3 separate regions of the Mus musculus genome follow, and all the other regions are linked to region 2. A link is a contact called in public HiChIP or PLAC-seq data. All regions are on one chromosome and are shown on one strand. The core of a region is the stretch at or near the end of the contact, and the rest is flanking DNA. Distances in the headings are between cores, read along the strand shown. Region 1 has its middle 17 kb from the start of Gm32561. Region 2 overlaps Mrps28 (mitochondrial ribosomal protein S28). Region 3 overlaps Gm32561 (predicted gene, 32561).

The links. HiChIP or PLAC-seq counts read pairs in DNA pulled down with a chosen protein or histone mark.
Region 1: a contact with region 2 is called in an H3K4me3 HiChIP or PLAC-seq map of craniofacial prominence, with 4 times the contacts expected there. The contact joins two enhancer-like sites. A contact is called at or near these places in 2 of 484 Hi-C or Micro-C datasets (cerebral cortex and nephron progenitors), 4 of 115 datasets of contacts at active chromatin or transcription factors (the SCID.adh cell line, craniofacial prominence, embryonic stem cells and 1 more) and 2 of 9 other capture datasets (embryonic stem cells and embryonic tail).
Region 3: an H3K4me3 HiChIP or PLAC-seq map of embryonic basal ganglia shows a contact between it and region 2, with 2.9 times the contacts expected there. The contact joins two enhancer-like sites. A contact is called at or near these places in 4 of 39 promoter capture datasets (cranial neural crest, hematopoietic stem and progenitor cells, hippocampal neurons and 1 more), 5 of 484 Hi-C or Micro-C datasets (Sertoli cells, cardiomyocytes, cerebral cortex and 2 more) and 3 of 115 datasets of contacts at active chromatin or transcription factors (embryonic basal ganglia, embryonic stem cells and stem cell-derived neural progenitor cells).

Annotation. Positions count from the first base shown.
Region 1 is chr3:8,707,719-8,711,976 of GRCm38.p6, forward strand. No RefSeq gene overlaps it. Among named protein-coding and RNA genes, the nearest start is that of Gm32561, 17 kb to the left of the region's middle. Within about 2 kb of position 2,058, at least 15 of the 459 cell types and tissues checked have an H3K27ac peak or open chromatin away from gene starts, as enhancers often do. A contact at or near this core is called in craniofacial prominence, where this site is marked.
Region 2 is chr3:8,865,214-8,869,586 of GRCm38.p6, forward strand. All of the region lies in intron 2 of Mrps28 (mitochondrial ribosomal protein S28), which reads right to left. Among named protein-coding and RNA genes, the nearest start is that of Gm52600, 33 kb to the right of the region's middle. Within about 2 kb of position 1,463, at least 132 of the 459 cell types and tissues checked have an H3K27ac peak or open chromatin away from gene starts, as enhancers often do. A contact at or near this core is called in cerebral cortex, craniofacial prominence, embryonic basal ganglia and 2 more, where this site is marked.
Region 3 is chr3:8,682,439-8,686,963 of GRCm38.p6, forward strand. All of the region lies in intron 3 of Gm32561 (predicted gene, 32561), which reads right to left. Among named protein-coding and RNA genes, the nearest start is that of Gm32561, 8.2 kb to the right of the region's middle. Within about 2 kb of position 2,978, at least 103 of the 459 cell types and tissues checked have an H3K27ac peak or open chromatin away from gene starts, as enhancers often do. A contact at or near this core is called in cerebral cortex, embryonic basal ganglia, hippocampal neurons and 1 more, where this site is marked.

The sequences.
Region 1 (4,258 bases), core at 808-3,307, 160 kb before region 2:
GACAAGCACAGGTGGAAATGGCGTGCAAAAACTCCTTGCTCTGCAATATTTTTAATTTTACAAGGAATATGACTATTTCAGGAAATTTATAAGTTAGATGAAAACTGACTTCCCAGGATTCCCCATGTTGGAGTCCTCGCCCTGGCTTGCTGATGTTGTCTTGAAGGAGCTACGAGAGCTCAGCTGGGAAGACCAACAGCTTCTAGAAACCTGCCAGAAGACAGGCTCCTGAGGAAGGAGTAATGGGACGTAAGGTGGAGGGCTTAATTACACCACCTTGGAAGGGTTAGTCTTTGATGGTTACATTGCAGAAGGGCCCTAACATAAACAATGGGTCAATCTGAGCTTTTGGGGTTTCACAATAGGCCCCAAGTGTCACCCATTCAGTAGAAAACATACTTCAAAGTTTTAACTTTAATCTTTTCCCAGGCAAGAGGTGTGCAGTGTTGTGGTGTCATGTGGCTCTGTCGGTGGCAATGAGCACCCTGCCTGCCGTGTGAGACAGTGGATTGTCATCCCCTACTTTAACCTCAGGTAAGCAAGTGTTCAGTGCTACTGTGGATTCGCAAGGTGAGGTGGGACAGTCACCTACTGAGCCCGAAATTCACCTGATGCCAGGTTTTTCACCAGGGATGTAAAGACATCATGAGTTTCCTTATCTGCATGCGGCTTTCCATCCTCAAGTGGAGCCTCTTGAAAGCAGGAGTTGTCTTGTAGGCGACTTTTCTCCCCTCAGCATTGCTGGTGCTGAGGCCATGGCCACCACTGGAGAACTGCTCACACTGTTGGTTTCTCCTCCCACACACACACACACACACATACACACACACACACACACACACACACACACACACACACTTCTGTGGAGCCACGTTCCACCTGGTTTTCAAGATTCAGCTCAAAAGCACCCTCTCTGAGCTCATTTCTCCTATAAGCTAATGCAATGTTCTTTTGAAAAATCATATTATCTTAAAGAAACTTAAAAATGTCTGCTTCATGTTACAGTCACGTGTGTACATATCTGTCTCATCGCTGAACATAGATAATCATTCTAAACCAACCTTTTAAAAATGAAAGAAAATAACTTAAAATGCTTTGGGGTACGGATGTACAATTCTTTCATGTTCCCCCAAATCTTTATAGCTCCAATTCTGGGTAATGCGACTGTTTACACAGGAAGGAAATCTCACATTTCAGAGCGATTTAGTCTTTCTCCTAGGCACACTGGGGGTCCGCAATAGGGTCTGCTGGCTGGAGACACTTTCAGCAATTTGTGTGGTCTAATGAGAGGCCTCAGATTAGACATGAAGCAACCGGAATCTGCAGGAAATCGAGCCGTAAGGACTTTAAGTCCCTCGAGTAAGGAAGAAAAGAGCCTCACCCCAGGGTAAGGCCCAGTAGCAGGAGGCTTAATTGTTACCATGTCATGGTGTGAACCTGCCTCACCAGTGCCTCCGTCTGGGCTAATGGAAACCTGATGCTGTCAGCTTCCTGAAACTCACAGGCCCAACTTCAAACACAGCCCTTCTGCTGGGACTAGCAAGCTGCAATGCCCCCCCACCCACCCCCCCCCAACCCCCACCCCCCCAGATGCTTCCTCTCCTTACCACCCCTGGCCCACTGGTTCATTAGCCTGCACCAGGCCCCAGCAGACCCCAGCAGGACCTTAGGACATGAGGGCCTCTGATTTTCCCAGTTAGCACCACCCTCTGGCACCCTTGGAAGTCTTCCAGAATTATCTCAGCAGACAACCTATGGCTCTGAGCTTGCAGACTTGCTAGTGAGAAAAGTCCTAGAGACCATTTGTCAGCAAATTGCAACTTTGTCACGTGGGGGTGCATCCCAGGCAAGTGTGTGCCAGGGAATCACGTGTGGAGATTTGCTCCTGCATCAGATTTAGCTAGGCTAGGCAATGACAGTTCACCAAGTCCTAACTTTCAAGGTTGGATTCCTTTTCCTAGCAAAGGCAACTTACAGGATCATGGCAAAGTAGCTCAGCAGAGAATCCCTCCATTTCTGTGCCTGGACGTGCTTGCCTGAGGCTTGGGGCCAGCCCAAAGCCCTGGTGCAGTGGGGCTAAGGCCTGAAAGCATGCTGGTCTGCATCTCTTACCTCACTCTCCAGGGACCAACCAACCTTGCTAGTTTCCCTTTTCTGGGCTTCCGAAAATTCCCTTTTCTTTTCTCTTCTCTTCTTTTCTTTCCCTTTCTTTTCTTTTCTTTTCTTTTTTTTTCTTTCCCTTTCTTTCTATATTTCATTCTTCCTTTTTTTTTTTTTTTTAACAGCCCTTATTGACTTTTGCACTCCACATCAGGGTAAAAGGTAGGTAGGTGTTCAAGATAGGCTGCAGCAGCTGGGATAGACTGCCTCTTAAAAAGCGCTCCCAGACAAATGCATCTCTTAATATTGGGGGCATTTGTAAGCAGAACAGCTAGGAAACTTAAGAAGACTGTGCGATAAGCAGCCTATATCCTGTCCGTATAGTTTCTCCAATAACACGCCGATGAGCAATAGATAGCCTTACAGGTGGGCTTCCGCCCAGGCCCTCCTCCCATAAATCTTTATTCTTACCCAGGTTGGGTTGTTTTTGTTTTGTTTTTTCGGACTGAGCTCATTTCCCCTAAGGGACAGACCTGGAAAGATCTGGAATTCCTCCTGTTAAAAACAGCCACCATCTCCTTAGCCAATATCAGCACCATCAGAATAGATACCCTGTCAGGAGAGGTTTACATTGTTCCCAAGTCTGTTCGCAGGTGGCCATGCAAAGATACAGTTCCTAATCTGGGTTTTTCTGAAAGAGAAAGAAAATAGCCCCAGAACGGGACAGGAGTGCTGAGTTCTCTTTTTGACAAATAAGCTCCTTTTGTCCCATATTCTGCCTGGCTTTTCACACTCAAGAAATTTCAGTAACCTGAGAGTTAGAAAATACCTGTGCTTCCAGAGTTTCAGTTCCTACTGAAAGGGCCCAGCCATTGACTAAATACATTATTGGTCCTTTTGTTATCTTCATTTCTTTACCTGATAATAGCTCTCTATCGTGCAGATTATGAAAGAAATCATATATGTAAAATTAGCTCACAGCAAGCAATCAACGGTAAGTTCCCCATTCGATTTAACTCCTGAGGGGCCAGCAAAGGGCTGGGTGTAAGGTTTTAGGTACAAGCTCGTGTGCCTTTACATGGGTATACCCAAGTAGGTCCCATATTCTGGAACTTTCCCTGAACCCAATCTCTCGCTCTGTAAGATAATGATAACTCTCCTACTGTCAGAAAGGCTTATGGGACCCAAAAGAGCAACTAGAAACCTGCTCATAGACAACAGTAAATCACACAAAACATGCTAGTTATAATTAATTGAGTCATCATAATTGGATAAAATACAAAAACTATGGATATCACAAATACACTTAAAAACTTAAGAATGTGTATAAAACTAAAGAAAATGTTTATTTCACAGAAAATAACTACTGTGCTTCTTTTTCTGGTTTTGACTGGTTTCCTTAAAAAGAATTTTTTTGAATTTTTCCCTCATTTTATGTATATTTGTTTGTTTTTTAAAAACAAATCTCATACAGCCCAGGCTGGTTTCAACATGTATCTGAAACCAGCCTTGAACTCATGATCTGCCTGCCTCAGAGCTCCCACATGCTGGAATGGCAGGCCTATACCACACTGCCCAGTTGGGACCTTGATGTAGGCATGAAATACTCCATGGAGAATCTATGACCACTAGAGGCTCCAACCACAGACTCTTTGAGTAATGAAGAGGAAAACTAGGTCAATAGAAGCTCAAATATGTAGATGCCCAATAATATATGGAAGTTCAAACAGGAGATGAGCTGTGTCTTCCTTCTGCAAGGGACCTCACACTGCAGGAGCCAGTGTAGGTGGATCAGATGGACAGCTGCGTTGCCTCCTGATGTCATAGCTTATTGGTGTTGATGGACAGAGTCCACAAGGCTTTCCCTGGCTCTCTGGCAAGCAGAAAACACATTTCTGTTTCCATCATCTTTTTTGCTTCTTGTAAAGGAAGAGCAGCATTGTTTATGATTGTGAGGAACAGCCTGAGGCGCCAGTGCATTTCATAAGGAAGAGCGGTGGCTTCTGGAAGTGACACGCATGTGGGAACCCTGCTGTGAAACACCTTACCTGAAAATGGAGGGAAGTCGAAGAGTCTATAAACTGGATAACGCACTCACTTGTTACCTCAAGCAGATCCAGACATCGCAAAGAGAGCATGCACTGGTTAGAGCACCCGC
Region 2 (4,373 bases), core at 213-2,712:
CCTGCCTTATTCTGTGATGAACAAAGAAAGGAACCTGCCTGTAGGACTGGTCCACAGGCAATTCCAACCTGAGGGTATCCTGAGTGCTTTCTCAACAAGGCCAACAACACAACTTTTAACTAACGTTAGGAAGAGACTGCATCCCCAAAGGCAAGTGACACAAACTGCAAACCTTAGACAACCTTGAAGTGGCCCTAGACCTTGAAGTCTGGTTCTCTTATGCCCTCCAGGACTCTCACCTCTGAGAACTTCACCATGCCCTAGTGAAAGCATGAAATAGAACAAAGACAATACGCCATCCACTCTCAAAGAGCAGCCCACCACCTCACGGCCCACCACCTCCTAGGGGTTTAATAAATACTAAGACTGATGAGCTGTGCAGATGAGCGAAACCTGACTGCAGTGAATTTAAGTAATAAGAGTAGATTTTCACACTAAAGTAAAACATAGTTGAATATTTTCTTTTCTTTTCCATCGTGAAACTGGTTCTTTCCCATAGGACGTAGAGGATGTGATGCTTAAAGGCAGCTGTTTTGAAATTTTTTGCTTCAGACCATCTTGCACTAGGGAAGACACAGTGGGTTAAAGCAAACAAACGAACACCACCGAGTTCCCAGAGCAGCATGGTGCCCCGGTCATCTAGGATAGAAATGTAACAGTTAGCTTTATTTTCTACTACTTTAACTCAACCAAGATTACTCAGGCTGGAGCCATGCTAAGGCACCATGTTATCAATGGAAACACGCAAACATCTGTGGCTAAGGCGTGTCTACCTTATTCATCTTTTACTCATCCTGATCCATTATCTATTTTCAGTTAAAAATCATTAAAATCCAGCATGCAAGAATCTAAACACAGAACAAAAAGAACCTATTTTTCCCATGGGGGCAGTGAGCAGATGTCAATAGCTGCAGCTGTGACTATATAATTACCTGTTTGCATTAACACGGACCACAGTTTAGATTTAATAGGTCAGATGACAATACAGCAAAATGCATGGAGCCTATGATTACCCCTTTCCAAACATTCTCTCACTCACAACTTCGACCCTGGGAACATAGCAGCCACAGACTTAGGTCAATAAGAAACACTGGCCAGCACAATAGGCCTTGCCTCAAACAGTGCTGTTGACAGACAGCAGCACAAAGGAAATGAATAGAGCCCCCTCAGTTCTCACACAGAGCGCAGAGTGACTCAGTGCACTGCTGCTTTGCTGCTCTGTTTGAACAGTGTATACAGCTTTTGTCCTCAGCCACTGTTCACAGCTCAATGGGGGCTAAAGAGCCTAGGAAGTGAAGGCGGAAGAATGCTGCACACTTGTCCCCTTGGCCAGCAGTTGTACCCATATGTACATGACAGGTCAAGAGAGAGCTGGGAAGTCAGTAGGTAAGACTTCTTACCCCAGTGAAGTCAGTTTTGCATTAAAATAGAGCTAGGGCCAAACAGTCCAGTCACTGAGTTTGGTGCTGACAGGGTACTGAGTCAAGCACTGTTGTTGCTCTTTTATACTTCTTTCGTTTCTGTCATACTTCTCTTATGAATCACTTACAACCCCCCCATCTCCTCTCATCCCCCTCCCCCATCGCCTCTCATCCCCCCCATCTCCTCTCATCCCCCTCCCCCATCTCCTCTCATCCCCCTCCCCCATCTCCTCTCATCCCCCTCCCCAAGCTTCTGTTAAGTACAAAGAGAAGTCTGGACTGGCTCAAAGAAGAGAAGCGAAGTAGGCCGTGTGCCAGTAGAGAATGCAGGAACAGGGCTGAAGGCCATTGAGAGGGCAAGGTTCTGGTAGTGCTCTGAGGCCGCCCCAGACTGGCAGAAGCCTTTCTGGTCTGTTTTTTACATGTATGTTAACATGCCCCAAGCACATGCACGCCTCTCTTCCTGCATCTTTCTTAGGTTAATCGGGTATAAAACTAAAGCACCTAAGTCAGAAGTCAAACAGCGTCACTACAGACCAACGGCTTCCATTGACTTAAACGGCTTGCTTGACAAAGGCCAAGAAACTCCAGCTAGATCAAAGCACCAACTCACGTCCTAAGTAAATGTCCCTTCCCTAACCAAAGATGTCTTGGGAGGTTTATCTGAACTTAAGCATGCATGCTGTAGGGTTCAACTACACTCTAATCTGGTTCTACCAATTGTCACTTCTGTTATTTCTTCATTTAAAAATTAAGGTCTTAATTTTCCTCATCTGCAATAGACATGTCCAACTATTCAACTATTTCTTTTCTTCCCCTCCTCCCCCCCCCCCCCCCCGGTGATTTTGAGACAGGGTTTTTCTGTGTAGCCCTGGTTGTCCTGGAACTCACTCTGTAGACCAGGCTGGCCTCGAACTCAGAAATTCGCCTGCCTCTGCCTCCTGAGTGCTGGGATTAAAGGCGTGTGCCACCACACCTGGCGTACCAACTATTTCTTAATTTTAAAATGTCACTTATTGAAAGGCTACAGTATTATAATTCAAAATATGCATATACTGTATACTGATAACATCAGGATAATGACTGTCTCCTTTCCAGGCATCATCATCTCTGTGTTAGGAGCCTATAAACATCTCCTGGAGTAATCTGAAGTACATGAAGAGCTGCTGTATACTAGAGGTATGCTAGTGTGCTGTAAAACATTAGTGCAATCTCCTTCATGTGCTTTGCCCACCTTCACGCTCTCTAGCCGCCCCTCCCCCGCCATGGGAGCCTAGCCTCCCCAGCTGCTAGCTACACTCTTACTCTGTGTCAATAAATAATCATTGAGATAATAATAATACCTGCTGCCTTGGCTCCTGTGAGGACAAAAGAGGTTATTATGTGTGACGGACCTAACAGCCTGGCACCAGGCAAGCATTCCTGAAATGTTGTCTGCAAGTTTAACCCCAATTGCTACTAGGACCACTTTCAAATTCTACAGCTAGTGTTAACAATCACATCCTCTTGCACCTCCTCAGCCAAGGGACTAATGCATTCATGACCCAACAGGAAATGTATTTCCAGATGACTGAGATTGCTACATCTTGTGTCCATGAAGATATTCATTTACTAAGAGACTGTTTTCTGCTAGTAAACTGATTCCAGTTTTATGGTCCCTGCATCTGTGACATAGATACTACACACAAACATATTAATAGTGAAATGTATGCATATATGGGAGGGGTGCATGCTCACATGTGTGTGTGCCTGTGTATGCATTTGTAGAAGCCAGAAGAAGATCATGGATGTCCTGCTCTGTCATTCTCTATCTTGTTTCCATGAAACAGTGAGAAGCTGGAGCTAGGCTCAGCCAGCAAGCCCTAACAACCCTACCGCTCACTGTCTCCCTGGGCAGCCATAGGGTTGGAGGTGCACAGCCATGAGCAGGTTCTTATGCTGAACAGCAAGTGTTCTTACCTACCAAGCCATCTCGCTACCCACTAACATAAAACTTTATATACATGATTTAACATTTCCACCCGATCTAAATCAATGTCCAGCCTAACAGTTACAGCGGCAAGATGGCTCGGTGGATGAGTTTGATCCCTGGAACCCACCGGGTGGAAGAGGAGAAAGGAATCCTGAAAATTGTTCTCAGATCTCCAAACATGCATGTCCACATGCAGAAACACGCTGAAAAGACAAAAGATGAATGTTTGGCTCACCCATTTCATTGATACTCCTAGGAAGGCAACTGGGACTCGTCACACATATGCTTAACAAGGCAAAGGAGGCACTGCTGTAGAAGGTCTGGCACAGCAGCAAACCAGAAAACCCTAGCAGCCCATAAATAATTCTACGCTGTGAGTTACAGATGTAGAAGATATTTTTTTTTGTGAAGAATAGGCAATTGCTAACCATATCTAGTCTTTAAGAGTCAAAATGTAAATCTTCATCATTACAGCCACAATCAGTTTATGCTTATGAATTTTATCTCATGTGCTAATTATATTTGCAATAACCCAGAGAATGCAAAGAAGTTATTAATGAAAAATAACTGCCTTAAGGATAGATGTTTTAAGCACAGTGATTTTAAAAGAAAAGACACCCACTGTTTCCATGACTTTCCAAATTCTCCTTACACTTCTTAGAACCCGACACCGAGCAGTAACACTGTCAGAGTTCACTTCATAGAGATTGGACTCAACGTATCTTCAAAGTCTGAACTTGTAAACATGCACACATATTTATGACTGCCCTGATTATGAGTAAATTCTAAAGCAGACTTGCATGTCCAGCAGCATGATGGACAAAGTAATGGATCAAAGCTTCTGCTACAAGAATCAACAGAGAGGTGAAAATACCAAAGATATTGTCTAGTATCATTGAAACAGCAGTTTAGAATTGATTATTTAAGTCAGGAAAAGAAAGGAGAGCTAAACTCAAAGAATAAACAGAACGCTGAGCAAA
Region 3 (4,525 bases), core at 1,728-4,227, 180 kb before region 2:
AGTGATGATCTATGATGTATCCAAATAATGAGAGGAGGGGTACAGACACACACACACACACACAACCTAATTTCAGAACCTAGTACTGTGCTGAAGGCAGCAAGAGTCAGACTCACACAGATTCAGGGATGCTACCTACAGGGAATCAAACTGGGATGGTTCCAGAATTCATCTCCCAAACATGTAGTCCCCAAAGGATGCTGCCACACCTTGCTTAGGAGTGTGCTTTAGAAACTGCATAAGTTAAGAGCCAGGCGGATCTCTGAGCTCGAGGCCAGCCTGGTCTACAGAGTGAGTTCCAGGAAATCCAGGGCTACACAGAGAAACCCTGTCTCAAAAAGAAAGAGAAAGAGAGAGAGAGAGAGAGAGAGAGAGAGAGAGAGAGAGAGAGAGAGAGAAAGAGAGAGAGAGAGAAAAAGAGAAAGAAAGAAAGAAAAGTGAGAGAGAGAAAGAGAGAAAGAAAGAAAGAAAGAAAGAAAGAAAGAAAGAAAGAAAGCGAGAAAGAGAGAGAGAAAGAAAGAAAGGAAGAAAGAAGAGAGAGAGAGAGAGAAAGAGAGAAAGAGAGAAAGAGAGAAAGAGAGAAAGAGAGAAAGAGAGAGAGAGAAAGAAAGAAAGAAAGAAAGAAAGAAAGAAAGGAGAGAGAGAAAAAAGAGAAAGAAAGAAAGAAAGAAAGAAAGAAAGAAAGAAAGAAAGAAAGAAAGAAAGAAAGAAAGAAAGGAAGGAAGGAAGGAAGGAAGGAAGGAAGGAAGGAAGGAAGGAAGGAAGAAGAGAGAGAGAGAAGCTCCTCAATGCAATTTTATAGTCATAGCTAATAAAGTTTAACCCTGATTAAAGTGCCTGGTTTCAGAAAACGTCTGTGTGTGGACAACACAATGCAGGTAGGGATTTACTGCCAGCTGATGGTCTAGAATTTCATAGGGTCATTTTTAATCACACAAAACACAGGAACAACTTGCCTACTACACACTGGGGCCTGGAGGTAGGAAGGAAGAATATCAAATGCAGTTGGTCCCTAATATGGGCCTTTTTGTCCAACTCCATACATTAGCTAGAAATACATTAGTAAATAATTAACTATTTCAGTCCCCAGCCCCCCAAATAATGATACTGATGCTTTTAGCAGCTGCTATAGTAAGTTGCCACTCATGACCCTTTTAGAATATACAGTGCAATTCACAGGTCTTATTTCCAGAAAGGCCTCAGAAATTCACACCAGAAAGAGTTTAGGGCTGATCCAATTTTTAAAATTTTATAATTGAGAAATCACTTCATATATTTGTTGTAGGGTGGCTGTAGTCAGAGGGACAGTCAACAGCCAGTGCTGATGAGGATCTGGAGAAAAGAAAACAGACTAGCATGGACTGTGGTTCAGAACCCTGAGCCATTGGAAGCTACACATAGCCAGGCATGGTGGCCCACGCCTTTAATCCCAGCACTTGGGAGGCAGAGGCAGGCAAATTTATGAGTTCGAGGCCAGCCTGGTCTACAGAGTGAGTTCCAGGATAGCCAGGGCTACACAGAGAAGCCCTGTCCTGAAAAAACAAAACAAACAAACAAAACAAAACAAAACAAAACAAAGAAAGCCAGACACAAATTTACCTCCAAACCAGCAACTTCACTTCTGGTTATCTACCCATGAGAAGGCATGTCAGGAAGTCCAAGTGAACTTCTTAACATGGCCACATTGTGGGAACAATTCCAGTACCCATCAACCAAATGTGATTTAAATCCCTGCAGTATAATAGTATTGTAGTAGAAAATGTAGGAAAATGTTTTTGGAATGGGGAAAAAAAAGTGCTGATTTGCATCAGAACCCAGAGGTACCCTGAAGAACCCGGTAAGTGAATGAAACCAACACAAAGATGACATAAAGTTCTGTGGTCAGTCTGCAAGACAACTAGAAATAGGAAGAGCTAGCTGGAGGTACCAGGTGTGTGTGTGTGTGTGTGTGTGTGTGTGTGTGTGTACCTGTGTGTGTGTGTGTGTGTTACAGTATTGGAGATTTGTGCGTATGTGGGTGTGTGCATGCATGCCACACTATTGGAGATTGAACCTAGGGTCTCCCACACTTGTGTTACTGAGCTATGCCACCAACCAAGATTTTGCCATCAGTGGAAAGAGAGGCCCATTGGTCTTGCAAACTTTATATGCCTCAGTACAGGCGAACACCAGGGCCAAGAAGTGGGAGTGGGTGGGTAGGGGAGTGGGGGGATAGCATTGGAAATGTAAATGAAGAAAATACCTAATTAAAAAAAGTTTCAATAAAAAAAAGAAAAGAAAATGAAAATATTCTACCATTACCTAACACTAGTAGGTAGTTGTGCATACGTAGGAAACCACTAAAATTGATCCAATCACATATTTTAAGTGAGTGAATTGAATATGAATTGTATCTCAATAAAGCTGGAGGTTTTAAAGTCATCGGTGTCCTGTACTGGAAAGTAAAGCTGAGTTTCCATTAGCCTCCATCCAGGGTGACCTTGACATAGGAGAACACTGAGTGTCAAGTGCCTAGAGTTGCTTTCAGACAGCTGATGGGCTCCCAGGACAGAGGCCCTGGTGAGCAGTGCCCAGGTTAGGGGCTACTGGGTTGAGTCTAGTTCCACAGGATAGGGACAGGGCAGTACCCCTCCTCTGCTTAGCACAATGAGCTGGTCTCTTTGTCATCACCAAAGCAGAGTCACTAAACCTTCAGGACACTGACCTGCCTCAAGGATATTTGGTAACAGTTGTTCTTCTCTGGCTCTGATCAACACTGACCTCCTGCTGCTGGATCGTGCAAGAGCTCTGGCCGTCACAAGCCTAGACTGAGGGAAGACCCTCTGCAGGGACACCGCCCTGGAGGCCCCTGGTTCTGCGCAGAGAGGATGGGGGAGGGGAGGTGGAACTGTGGCGCGGCCGGGGTTCCCACGCTCCTATTGTTGGCGACTTTGTTTCCAATTCCCATCACGTGTGCTAATTAGTTGGAGCTGCTGGCTGGCTGGAAGGCGTGTGGCTTGCCTGAAAGCAGAAAGATCGCTTCCTGTTGGGAGTCGGGCAGGCAGGACTCTAGCTCAGAAGGGGTTAGACAAGAATGATGACAAAGGTCCCTGCAAGCAGCCGCTAAAAGCTGAGGTGACCCGACCAGTGGAAGAGGGAAGGGGGGAGGAGGCGGGGGGGGGAGTGGGGGAGACTGGTCAAGAGAAGTTATCTTAATCTTCCTCTAACCTGACTCATAACTGTGTTCCGTGTGAATCTTTTAAAGATTAGGGGAATAGAAAGACAGGTATTTAGTCTGTTCATTAAAATTGTTTTTCACAATCTGAATAAAACAAGCATGTATTATTCAACAGGAAAGGAGAAGAAATGTGAAATGTAGGAGTCATGTTTGTTCAGGGCTCTCTAGTCCTCGGACCACAGTTACTGACTTTGAACCTTGGCGCTGAGCCCCCAGAAAGGATAGAGAAGACAGAGAGGATAGCATTGAACTTGCCATTGTAGGGCTTTCTGTGTGTCCCGTCTTATTATTGCATTTCAAGATCTGGATATGCTCTGATTCCACAGTGAAAGTCTCTGCTTTGAAGATACTATATAGTATCTAGCACCCTTAAAAATAAGAGAAAAGTCACATATATGAGGATTCATCCTACAAGCTTGTATGTGGTGGCATTAGAGGTGTTTGCATCAAAAGAGGCTGGCTTGTAGAGCAATAGAGAGTAGTTTCAGCCAAGTGAGATCCACAAAGGTGCCGAGTGAGCCCGGCACTGAATTGGGTGTGCAAAGGTAGACCATCTAGAACCTAGCTCTAAATAGCTTACAGATCTAAGAAAAGAGAAAGTTCCCCAGCCCTCAAGAATGACTTCCAGGGACAGGAATGTAGCTCAGTTGGTAGAGTCCTTGCCTAGCAGGTGTAGCCCTGGGTTGGATTCCCAGCATGGGGGTACTTGCTGTCTGCTGGCAGTGTCGGTACTGGAGAAATGGAGGCAGGAGGATCATAAATCAAAGGTCATCCTTGCTACACAGAGTTTGAGGGCAGCTTGGACTACATGAGACCGTCACAAACAAACAAAACAATTGTCTGAGACTTGGACATCTTAGGGTGGTGAGAAGACCCCAGAAGGAAAACTGGATCTAGGGGGGATTTTTATAGGATCTCCTGTAGTTCAGGCTGGCCTTTACCTTTTTGTGTAGCCAAGTCTGAGGATGATCAGCAACTTCTGCGTCCATTGCTTCAATATCTGATTACTGGGGTTACAGGCAGAAGCTCCCACATCTGTTTATGCTACATCTGGTGATTCATCTCAGGGTTCCTGGATATCAAGCAATGGCTACTCCAACTGAACTACAACCCAAGATCCAGGCAGGAAACTTGAAAAGGCTTCCTAGAGAAAGGATGGTTCTCCTAACACTTTTTAAATGGTAGATAACCATTGGCCAGGAGGAGAGAAAAGGCATTATCAAAACAGATCACAAGGTATTCAAGAGACCCACAGGTCTATAATACAGAATGGGATAGCGTATGCACAACTGTAGCATGGGACATAGA